Linked DNA regions of Sus scrofa: region 1 is linked to region 2. A link is a contact called in public Hi-C data. All regions are on one chromosome and are shown on one strand. Each heading gives the region's core, a stretch centred on a gene start, on an enhancer-like site or on the middle of the called end of the contact. The rest is flanking DNA. Distances are from core to core; before and after follow the strand shown.

The links. A called contact is a pair of places that touch in the nucleus more often than the background predicts.
Region 1: a Hi-C map of liver shows a contact between it and region 2, with 4 times the contacts expected there. The contact joins the promoter of PER2 here to the promoter of SCLY in region 2. A contact is called at or near these places in 1 of 47 Hi-C or Micro-C datasets (liver) and 1 of 2 datasets of contacts at active chromatin or transcription factors (alveolar macrophages).

The regions. Positions count from the first base shown.
Region 1 is chr15:137,834,045-137,840,154 of Sscrofa11.1, forward strand. PER2 (period circadian protein homolog 2) reads right to left here and starts at 3,810. Exons shown (of 22, transcript XM_021074888.1): 1 at 2,898-3,810. The coding sequence starts at 3,151.
Region 2 is chr15:137,634,289-137,639,982 of Sscrofa11.1, forward strand. SCLY (selenocysteine lyase) reads left to right here and starts at 2,788. Exons shown (of 12, transcript XM_021074966.1): 1 at 2,788-3,037. The coding sequence starts at 2,949.

The DNA of each region.
Region 1 (6,110 bases), core at 2,560-5,059, 200 kb after region 2:
CAGTAGCCGAAGTCCCAAAAGGTAAGCTCTCTATGTATGTCCCCAAACTGAACCCAGCCCCCAGCCCACGAGGCAGAAGCCACCAGCCCGCAAAGGCCTGGGGGGGTCTCCAGGGCACCTCCCACCCCCCAGAATGCGTTAGCCCCCTTCCTTTAGCCTGTTTCCGAACTTTGTGTGACAGGGATCCCAGAGCCTGTGCTTTGTTTCTGCAGGCCCCGGGTATTTTACAACCGCGGATCTTATAACATGTTTGCTACTTCCTGGTCAGAGCCAATTCCCCGAGGCCAGCCTGCTGCAATCCCGAGAAAATGTTTGTCCTGCCAAATAAACACCGGCGCTCTCCATGGAAACGGCTGGGTAACTGAGGAAAATGTGACTGCAGCCGCCCAACTCCGGGAGCGCAGGGGGCTGGGGAGCGGCCCCTCCCCGCCCAGATCTCTGCCCTGCACGTAGAACCTCCCATTTGGAGAAGCACGGCATTTAAACCAACGGACCTGCAAAGACCTCAGCTTCCTGGCCTCAGCGTCTGGGTGCCTGGGGCAGCCCAGCTGTTCTTGGGCTTCTGTCCCCTCACGAAGAGCGCCAGGGAGCTCCAGGCCTTGGGGGCTGGTGAAGGCCCAGCTCCGCCTTCGGAGCTGCCGGCCTCTGATCCGGCAGCGGCCTTGGTCCCGCTCCCTGCTTCCCGCTCACGGCCTGCTCTAGACTTGGAAATACAGTAACAGACGTGTTTCAGACGGGCCTGCAAAGAGCACAGCGCTGAAACCAGGGCTTAGCAGAAAGGCTCAGGGGGCGGGCCCATCAGAGGCCCTGTCTGGGTCTCTGCAGGCTGGCAGGTGGGCCAGTGTTCCGCGAGGCGGGGACGCGCGCAGCGGCTGCAGAGCTGCCTGGTGGTGTGTTTCTGGTCAGCTTTGCCGAATACGGTCACTCTCAGCGTCACTCTTTCTTTTGACTCAATGCTGAGAGGTCCTGCCGGCCACAGAGAGAGCAGCCGGCCAGAGCCAGAGATGGGCTGAGGCTGGTGCGGTTACATCATCATTTAAAAGCACAGGCGTGCCCCCGCGTTTCTCTGAAAGTGAAGGGCATGAGAAACAGTACCAGTGCGAGGAATCTCTCCTATTTCCTTCGAAGAAAGGACGGCAGACCTGCCTCACAGGCTAACGTTAGTTAGGTGGCTCTACACGTCAGAAACTTCTGCCTCCTGTGCGCGAAATCGCCTGTAGGGCAAGAGGAATTCAAAAAGCTGGGGACTGAAACAGACTCACGGTCTGCCCTCGGCCCCCGGCACAGACCAGCCCCAGGTGGGAGCCGAGTCCCCCAGCGGCAGCCTCGCCAGCACCCCAGCCCCCCCAGAAAGCCGGGGCTGCGCTAGTTCTGCACAGTGAGTCACACGGAGATGACAGTGACAGATACCTGCGAACACCCACGGTCCCATCCCTGCTGGCATATCACACACGCAGCTCCACTTAAGGCAAAGGAGTCCCTTTCCTCGTTTCACTCAGACGCCTCACAAAAAGTGATGAGCCTTGTGTTGAACAGCTCATCGTCTGCTGAAAAGCTTCAGGTCGAGTCGTGCTCCCTCCTCAGCCAAACCCGCTCAGGCCTGGAGACCGAGCGTGGGGGCAGAAGGCGGGCACCTCCGCTTTCAGCAGAGGGAACCCGGTGGCCTTGCTGCCAGGGGCCTGGGAGGCGAGAGGTATTCACGGAGGGGCTTCTGCCATGGTGCTGGGATTCTTAACGTTTGGGGGGCCGGAGGCCCCTCCCCCCAAATTCCAGCCCCCTTGAGATTCAGCGGCACCCAATTTTAGGCCCTGACAGAACTTCGGAAGCTGATTCTGACCGACCCAGATCAATTCCTTCCGGATGATGGAAAGACCCTGCAGGCACCCTGAGCCTAGGCCTGGCCTTGCCGTGACGTGTGCCCAGCGGGCATCTGGGCCTCAGTGTCCTCAACAGTCAAGCTAAGGATGGTTTCCGGGGTACCTTCTGGCTCCGTTTTTCTGTGAGTATGAATCAGCTTTCCAAACTGTTTCTTCTGTGTAGGTTACAGAAACCCTGGCAACCAGTTGTCATCTCTTACCTTGGCCTTTCCGGAGCGGGCCGCCACCCACCCCTGGGTCCTTTCCAGGACTTGGCTGCCAAAGTACACCCAGAAGCATAAACTGATTGCTGCTTCCCAAAGGAGGATCCACGCTGGCCCCTGCCCCCGGCTTCTACCCCACCTGGGGAGAGAGAATAGACGCAGAGACCCAGGGTGGACATCAGGTGTCCGGGCCCTGCCTGGCCCAGGAAATATCTTGTCTCTCTGCTCACCCACTGCAGGGGACTCATGGGCTGGCCAGGTAGGACTCCTAGACCAGCGCCCAGCGGTGGTCCTTCCCCAGCCGGAGACTCGACTCTCTGGCCTCTGAGCAGGATGCCAGCTCCCGGAGGGGCCCTTCATGTTCCCAGGGACTGTCATACTGACCCTCTGTTGCCTCGGCCTTTCCAGCCTTCTCTCATGGGGGGTGGGGGTGGGGTGGGATAAAGCAGGGGAGAAGAGGAGGGTGCATAGAGAAATCATGTAGAGAAGGACAGTGGGATGTGAGAGTCACTCAGAAGCTCTGTGACCTTAGACATGTAGCCTAACCTCTCTGGACCTCAGTTTCCTAATCTGTGAAATGGGAAGAACAGTACCCACCCCAGGCCGGTTTCAAGACCAGGAGGAGTCAAATGGCCCAGGAAACCCTCGACCGCGCCTCCGCGAGCTAGAGGAGCCTTTGCCGCCGTCTGGAGCCCGTCGCCGCCGAGACCCCAGACCGCCGCCAGCCCGGCGGCGGTTACGTAACCAGTAAGCCCGGAGGCCGGACGTGGGTCCGCGCCCAGGCCGACAGGCCCAGCCCGCGGCGCAGCGCACTCACCGGGGCCGTGTCCCCGCCGGTCCGCCCGATCGTCCGCGCGTCGCCCGCCGACCCCGCGCCCGCGTCGCTGTCGCCGCCAAAAGCAGCGCGTAGCCCTCAGGGCCGCCCACCTCCGCCACCGCCGCCGACTCGCCGCTGTCACATAGTGGAAAACGTGACCGCTCGCCGTGCCCGCCCCCGGCGCCCGCCATTGGCCGCAGTGCCGCCTCATCTGCATACCGGGAGGGCCGGGCCTGCAAGCGCCGCGCACCCATTGGCTGAGGCGCCCATCGCTCTCTTTACATAAGACGCACATGGAACTCCATGTTCACCGCGTCGGTTCCTCAATGAAGACGCGGGGAGCTCGAGCCTCCCTCCCTGTCCTCCTGAGTGGTCCCTTCCACTTCCGGCCTCGGAGACTTCCATTCAAGACAGCTCTCATCTGTCGGCTTAGGGAGAGCGGAGTGGCGCGTACCACCGCGGGGCGGGGGAGCTGGGCGCGGGACCGGGAAGGGCTCCTGTGCATCCCGGCGGGCTGGGCAGCCGAACTCCGCCTGAAGTCCAGGGCTCGAGAGGCTGCCACCCGGAACAACTGGCCAGAGGCGCACCCGCCCGCGGCCAAGGCCTTGGGAAACTCCCTGCAGGCATCTTTCATCCGCTCATTCATATTCATTCATTTACTCACTCTCATTCATTCATCGCTGGGCGCTGAAGCTGCCCAGGGGACCCGACAGAACCGCCCTGCAGGAGCTTCTGGTTCACGCCCACCTAGACCATTCAGGGTGACAATTGCCCCAGATCTACCAGGACACTAGCTTCCAGGTGGGCTTTCTTATTTTTCAGACCTTGTGTCGCAAGTTTTGGTTTAGCAACGAGGGTCCTTGTTACTACAAGGATGTACAAAAGGAATAAATGATGTCCCTGCTCTCAGCCACGTCATTAGGGAGAAGGGACCGTCTCATGAAAAGGGAACTTAATGAAATGCACAACTGGGCAATATGGACGGTAAGTTAACCAGGGCTAGAGCTATGCCCGGCGGCTCCATGGAGGAGGCAGCACCTGAAGACTGGGAAAGGTGTTGGGGACCTAGGCTGTGGCCATTTGTTCTTTCAGTAAGCATTGTTTGGGGCATGTAAGCCCCCGGCCTTCTGTCTAGAGCGTCAGGAGAGAGTAGAACTTCCTCGCAGACTAGGTAGAGGCCCAAGGCTTTCCTGTGGGGCAGGAACCCGCAGGGCTGCTCCGCTCCAGCAGGCTCTGAAGCTGCAGGGTCCAATGGAAGAGGCGAAGCTGGCTGGGCTCTGAAGGGCTGAAGAGGCCTGTGGTTTGTCCTTCCACTGATCCATTCTTCCTAGGCTCTCTTGGGGACCAGGGACAGGAGGGAAGAAGAGTTATGATCCGGGGCCTGTAGCAAACCAAGCTGCCAGTTCCCAAAGCCAAATCCACATCAGGTATTTCTATGTGCGAGTCCGTTTTTCCCCTCACCTCGGCCAGGTGCGCGTGCAGCTTCATCAGACATGGATGTGACATGGGGCGATACCAACTTCAGGAACCTCCTTCCTACATATGGGCTGGCAGACCCGCCGCTGGGCTCGCACTCCTTGGAGAGGGTGGCCCCTCCTTCTGCTTCTCCGACAGTCACACCTTGGCACACCCCCCGCGCCCTTCCCTCAGTGCGTGCACACAAATGCCAAACAAATCCAGGCCCAGCTGCACCCTGCACACTCCCAAAGGCCTTTTGTTTCTTCGCATACATTGACGTCAATGGTGAGGTGCATTGTTCTGGAAGCAAGAGAAAACAGGCAGCCCTTTCACTTCCCGCAGAGATTCTCCTGCTCACCTGCTCTGTGGTCTTGCTCTATATTCTGCCTTCAGCCTAGCATCGCATTTCCTCCCTAATTTTAGCCTTTTCTGTTTGCACCCATTCATCCAGTAAAAGGTGAAATCCATTCTGTTAGAAATTATCAGCCTCATGGGCCTCTAGAACTCCTCAGAATCGAATCTGTGCTCAGGGTCTCACAGCTGCTTTCTTCATTCTTGTTATTGGAATCTTGCATTCAGTCCACAAATGGTTGCTGACACCTGAGTATTGAGGGGCACGCCCCTCATTGGGTCCTTGGCTTGGAAGGAGTTCCCGGTGTAGGAGGGGTGATGAGGCAGGTCCGGAAGCAGTTTCATCAAAATGGGTTGTGAGTCCCAGGTGAGCAGAAAAGACCTGGGCAGAGGCCTCCAGCCCAGCTCCAACAGGGCGCAAACCCCTAGGACAGGCCAAGGCTGTGATGACATCCACACTGATGGTAGCTGAGCGTGGGTGTGCGCTCGCGTGCATTTGTGCTTTCAGGTTGTGGGAGGTCGGGGGAATGAATTCTTTCCTGGTGAGTCTACGCTGACCTGGGAATGTGCTAGGATTAGCAGTCTTCTCTCGCACAGAACTTCTGGCACCGGGGAAGGCAGGCTGGCAGGAAGGATGTCCTGGTGGGGCGGTGGTGAGCCAGGGGCCCCAGCTATTGGGGGATGCTGTCCGTGGGAAGAGCTGGCCTCGGGTCTCAGCCTTCACCCCGCCTCCGAGCTAAGGCCGCTTGCCCCTGCCCCTGGTCCATTTCTAGCAGCCTGTTTCCTCCAGTGGGTCTGGCTTAGGTTCGGCCCTGTCCACTCATGCTTGGGCCCTGCCTGCAGGGCGCCTCTGCACCTGAGCCCCCAGGACACGCGCTGGCTCTCTTGTTTGCATGTGCACTCGGGCAGCCAGCTGTGTGTGAGGCAACTACTGAGTGTGACAAGCATTGTGCTGGCCACTGCTTGCTCTCCTCCTGGGTTACACGGTTTCTGAGCCTGCAGCTGGGGCAAGAGCTGGGAAGACAAAGGCCAGAGGCCAGGAAGAGGACTGTGTCCACGCGGAGGGGCCATCCTGTCCTCTCTAAGGAGGTGGAGGGGATGCTGTTGATCTTTCTGGCCCTGCAGAGGCCTTTCCTGGGTCTAGGGCCATTGGAGATGAGACTGCCTGACCCTGACCCTGACCCTGACCCTGAGCCTCTCTCTCCAGCCTCCCCCATGCCCAGCACTGGGCAGCAAGGCTGCTCCTGTCAAGGACACCTTCAGCCAGCTCAGGGGAGGGCCCAAGGGCATGGGCAGGGGTGTCCAGGGTCTGAAGACACGGATGAGACAAGGCCCACCTGCTCCTCGTGGGTGGGAAGTTCCCTGAACCAGGCGGTGACCAGAGGGCCGGCGCTCTGGCTGCGA
Region 2 (5,694 bases), core at 1,538-4,037:
CTGCACGTATCACCTCCCCTGCTATGACATCACACAATTGGTGACATTTGTCGCAATTATGAACCGACACTGCCACATCATCAGCACCCACAGTCCCTAGTTACCCTGGCACTCTCCGTGTTGTACATCATAGGAGTTTTCACAAACGTACAATGTGGATCCATTATTAGAATATTATTCAAAATGGTTTCACTGCCCTAAAAAATCAGCTGTGCTCTGCCCACTCACCCACCTCTTCCAGCCAAGTCCCCGGCAACTCTATGGCATTTTTAAACTTCAATTATTATAGTGTCCATCCAATCTGGTTTTTTCTTTGTTGTTGGCCCTTTTTTTTACGACTGCCTTGGAGGAAAAAAAAAGATACCCATTGATCTCCTTGGACGTCATTCCTTTATTGCCGATTTTCCTGATGGCTCTGTGGCTTTTTTCCCTTAGGCGTGAGTTCCATTTCGTATCTCTTGTCCATGGAGGTGGCGTTCCTCAAATATTTAGTCTTTATTGGGCACTTATTTCGTAGTTAAGACACCCCGTTGGCGCCTCTGTCGCATGTTTGACTCGCCCACTTGGAGTCAGCTGGCCACTCCATCCTGTTGCCCCATGCTCTGCTTTCAGGGAGAGAGGAGGCCAGGCCACTCGGCCGGGCAGCACTGGTCCTCTGTGCGGGTGTCGCCAGCCACGTCGCTATCTGGTTTCTCTGAGCCCGCCACTGCAGTCACTCTATCCACCTGGACACACAAACCCTCTGACCGCAGCGGAACTGGTCCAAGGAGGCCTCGAGATGAGTCACCTCGTCAGTGGCCCTCGCGCCTCCAGCTCCCTTCCTCACAGCCTTGCGTCTAGGTTTAGATGATGCACCTTGCCCCCTCCCTTTCAACGCCCCACCCGCCTTCGCCCCCGTCTCAGGCTGGCTCCCTGCCTCTGGGACTTCACAGCCACGCCAGGTCCGAGCCACGTCTGCGGACCACAGGGCAACCCATGGCAACGCTGGATCCTTAAGCCCCTGAGCAAGGCCAGGGATGGAACCTGCATCCTCATGGGTACCAGTCGGATTCTTAGCTGCGCTGCAACAGGAACTCCGCTTCCTCCGGCCTCCTCGTTTGCTACCTGCCATCAGCCCGCACACATGCTCTCTCTCTAAGCCATCTCCCTTCATCGTGCCCCTCGACCCCCTTCCTTCCCCACTGCCCAGCCCTGCTCCTTCCTCACCCCTCCCTGCTGCTCTCCTCAAACTCCTCCGACCAAATTCATCAGCCGTCCTGACCGTGGCATTCAGCGCACACCTCAGATCGCCGCTCAGCTGCGCTCACACTCAGTCTTAGACTCTCCTCTCACCCTTTCTTTTCTCCTCTTTCAACTGCCCTTGAGTTTCTGTCTGTCTAATTCTTAAATCTTGATGTGTCCTTTGCTGCCTTTGAAAAAGAAGCTCAGAGTGTAAGCAAGAAGGACAGGAAATAGGAGTTCCTGCTGTGGCTCAGTTGTGATGAACCCGACTAGTATCCATGAGGACATGGGTTTGATCCCCAGCCTCGCTCATTGGGTTAAGGATCTGGCGATGCCATGAGTTGCAGCGGAGGTCACAGACAAAACTTGGTTCTGGTGTTGCTGTGGCTGTGTTGTGGGCTGGCAGCTGCAGCTCCAATTTGACCCCTGGGCTGGGAACCTCCATGTGCTATTGGTGTGGCCCTAAAAAGCAAAAAAAAAAAAAAAAAAAAAAAAAAAAAGGTAGAGAATGATAGGAAATTAAAAAAAAAAATCCAGAAATGTGGAGACTTGCAGAGCTGGAAAAGACAACTTCTTCTGGACTCCTGTTGAGGAGATTGAGCAAGTCCACAAACATCCAATTAAAATTCAGCTTCTTGGCACAGAATTCCTGAATTTATATTCTGGCTCCATTACTTCCAGTGTGAACCTGGGAAAGATGTGGACTTTTTCTGTACCTTAATTTCATCATATGTAAAGTGGGGATAAAGGGGATGGGGTGTTATCAAGATCAAACTAGAGAATAAATGAAAGGCACTGGGAACAGTGCCTGGCCACATGCTCAGAGCTCAATTAAACTTAGAAATTGGTATTTTGCCAAAAAGGCAAGAGACGGTGGCTTCATTAGAATTCAGCAATCTGGATCTCTGCCCTCTTGCTTTCAAAACTGACTTGTGTTAAGGTTGGCCGACTACACGAATGCTAGACTTTTCCATTTGACTGCCTCACAGACAACTCGACAGGTCCAAAGGTCCGCGCAGAGCCTTCCCTGCCGGGGTGTTCCTGTCCCAGGCAAAGGCGCCAAGTCACCGCCTTTCTCACTCTCTCGCAGGCTCCGCTTTCAGCATTCTTGCCTGTTTTACATCCTAAATCTATCCCGGATCCAGCTTTCCCGCGCCTCGCGCTCCCTGCTTAGTGTTCCCACGTCTCGCCTCGGATTCTGTAACAGCCTCGCCTCCAGACCCTCAGATCCACCCTCAGGAAACGAGTCCTAATTCCACCCAAGTCACTTATGCAGAAGGTCAGCTCACAGCGGGTCCCCCGGGACTGCGGTGGCACTGGACGTGGTCTGCCGGCCTCGGAGGACCCGGGCTCCCGCCCCAGCGGGCTGAAGCACCCGGATCCCTACCGTCCAGGCCGCGCCCCCCTACCCCCCAGCGCCCCCTGGGGCCTCTACCTTGTTGACAGCCCGGGCTCCAGGCAAGCCCCGCCCACCGCCGTGGGCTCGCCCCTGTGACGTGCACGAGCCCGCCCCCAGCCGGTCACAGGATAGCGCGCAGCCCGGGCCCCGCCTCCTCGCAGAGCATCTTTGAGGTGCGAGGATTGGCCGGCAGTGCGCAGCTCAGCCAATCCGGAAGCGCCCCGGCCCTCGCAGCTCCTCTCGGCCGCGCTCCGAAGCCTGACAGTTTCTGCGGGTTGGGACAGCGCCCGGGGCCAGCGGGCTGGATCCTGGCTGCGGCGGGGTCCGGATGGAGGCGGCCGGGAAGCGGAGCAGGGACGAGCGGGGGCGAGCGGCGAGTGTGCCGGACGGGCACGCAGAGAAGAGTCTGCTGGATAGGTACGCTCCTGGAGAGGAAGGCGGGGGAAACCAATGGCGCCCTCCTCCAGGAAGCCCTCCAGGCGCCGCGAGGCGAGGGCGGAGGGGAGCGGGAGGCCGGTGGCCACGCCCCGAGAGACAGGGCGGCCAACCATTGGTCACTTTCCGGGGGCAGGGTCCTTCCCGGAGAGGGGGCGCCAGCCGGCGGGTCACTGGCGGCTTGACGGTCCGCGCGGGCATGCAGCGCTGCCTGGCTGTCAGCGCGGGAGGCCTAAATTCGGGATGAGCGCCAGATGGACGCGCGGACGCGAGGCGTGGCCTGGGAAGGGCTCCTGGGGAGGTGACACTTGGGCTAAAGTCTGAGTGACATCCAGGAATCAGCCTTTCAAGTTCTGGGAACGGGCGGGTCGGGAAGAGGGAACCATTGCAAAGGCCCGAGGGCCGAAAGGAGCCCGCGGGATCCTAGGCAGCTGGGACTGCGGAGCGCGCGAGGCTGGAGAGGAGGAGCTTGGAGCGGCTGTCAGGGAGCAGAGCGCCAGAGCCCAGGAAGGACTTTGGGGAGTAGTACTCTCAGGGTGACGGCGATCTTGGAGATTTGAGCAGGGGAGTGGTGTAATTTAGTGATACTATAAATTACTATTTCATATGTTGGAAGATTCTTCTAGCCTCATTGTAGAGTGTAGGAGTTACAGGAAGCAGGGGAACCGGTTGGGGACTCTTGTAATAATTCGGGAGGAAGAGAAGGTATGGCCCAGAGTGGTGGCACCTGTGGCGGGAGAAGTGGATGTCCTGGGACAAAACTCACGGGACTTGCTCCTGCGCGGTGTAGGGCAGGAGAGATTGAGAAGGATGCTCCCAGGCTCCTGACCTGAGTGGCTGGCAGAGTGGAAGGAAGATGCAGGCACTTTCAGCCCAGGCTGCCCTCCAGCCTGTGGGAACCTTTCCCTGGGGTGGGGGAAATGCATTTTTTGTTTGTGAGTCTTTGCCCTCCATCCGGGAATATGTGAAATATTGGGGGGGGAATGGGTGTCTCTCTCTTTTTTTTTTTGGTCCTTTTAGGGCCACACCCACAGCATATGGAGATTCCCAGGCGAGAGGTCGAATCCGAGCCAGAGCTGCCAGCCCACACCACAGCCACAGCCACAGCAGATCCAAGCTGCGTCTGCAGCCTACACTGCAACTCATGGCAATGTCAGATCGTTGACCCACTGAGGGAGGCCTGGGATGGACCCACATCCTCATGGATACCAGTCGGGTTCCTGTGTGTCTTTAAAATTTGAGTCCTGGCCTGAATCTGACCATTTCTTTCATTAGACATTCTTCTTTGGTTGGGACCGAGAAGAAGGAGCTGGGAAAAGGTACCGAGTCAGAAGAGACTCAGGATGCCTTCTCTCCTTTGGTTCTGAACCTCGGAGAGTTGAGCTTTCCCTGCAGTATTGATAGCACGTTAAGGGAGCTGTAAGTTTAAGTACCGAGGCTGAGTAATCGGTAAAGTCTTCATCTGCAGCTCAAACCGTGAATTCGCTCAGCCCAGCAGCAGATTGAAGCACTGCGGTCACTCGTGGTCTGGGGAACTTTGGGATCGTTATTTACAGGAAGTGAGAGCAGAATTAGGGTCGCATGCAAATTTCAGTGTCAGCAGGGCCAGGGGATTCCTGATACTGTGCTGGCCAAGAATGGCTGGTCAGACTCCCTGCCCTGAGGCCTTATACTTGGGCTTGGCGACAAGAGGGTGCATTAAAACATGAGTTAAATAAACCTGGGTCTTATTTTATTTATTTATTTTTTGTCTCTTTGCCTTTTCTAGGGCAGCTCCCACGGCATATGGAGGTTCCCAGGCTAGGGGTCGAATCGAAGCTTCCGCTTCCAGGAGTTCCCGTCGTGGCGCAGTGGTTAACGAATCCGACTAGGAACCATGAGGTTGCAGGTTCGATCCCTGCCCTTGCTCAGTGAGTTAAGGATCCGGCGTTGCCGTGAGCTGTGGTGTAGGTTGCAGACGCGGCTCGGATCCGGCGTTGCTGTGGCTCTGGTGTAGGCCGGTGGCTACAGCTCCAATTCGACCCCTAGCCTGGGAACCTCCATATGCCGCAAGATCAGCCCAAGAAATGGCAAAAAGACAAAAAAAAAATATATATATACCAAAGTGAGGAGATCCTGCCGTTAGGAGCAGGGCAGCTCCTAAAGAGCAAAGGAACTGCTGAGACAAAGTTGGAGTTTAGGAGCCAGTGTTAGCAAAGTAATTAAAAAAAAAAAAAAAAAAAGGAAGAAGCTTCCGCTTCCGGCCTACGCCAGAGCCACAGCAACTCGGGATCTGAGCTGTGTTTGCGAGCTACACCACAACAACACGGATCCTTAACCCGCTGAGCGAGGCCAGGGATCAAATCCACAACCTCATGGTTCCTAGTCAATTTGTTAACCACACTGAGCCATGATAGGAACTCCCGGATCTTATTTATTATTATTATTATTTTTATTTTTTGCTTTTTAGGGCCAAACCCGGGGCATATGGAAATTCCCAGGCTAGGAGTCAAATCAGAGCTGCAGCTGCTGACCTGCACCACAGCTCTCAGCAATGCTGGATCCTTAACCCCCTGAGTGAGGCCAGGGATCGAACTGAGTTCTCATGGGTATTAGTCTGGTTCCTTATCGCTGAGCCAGGAGGGAAACTCCGTAACCTG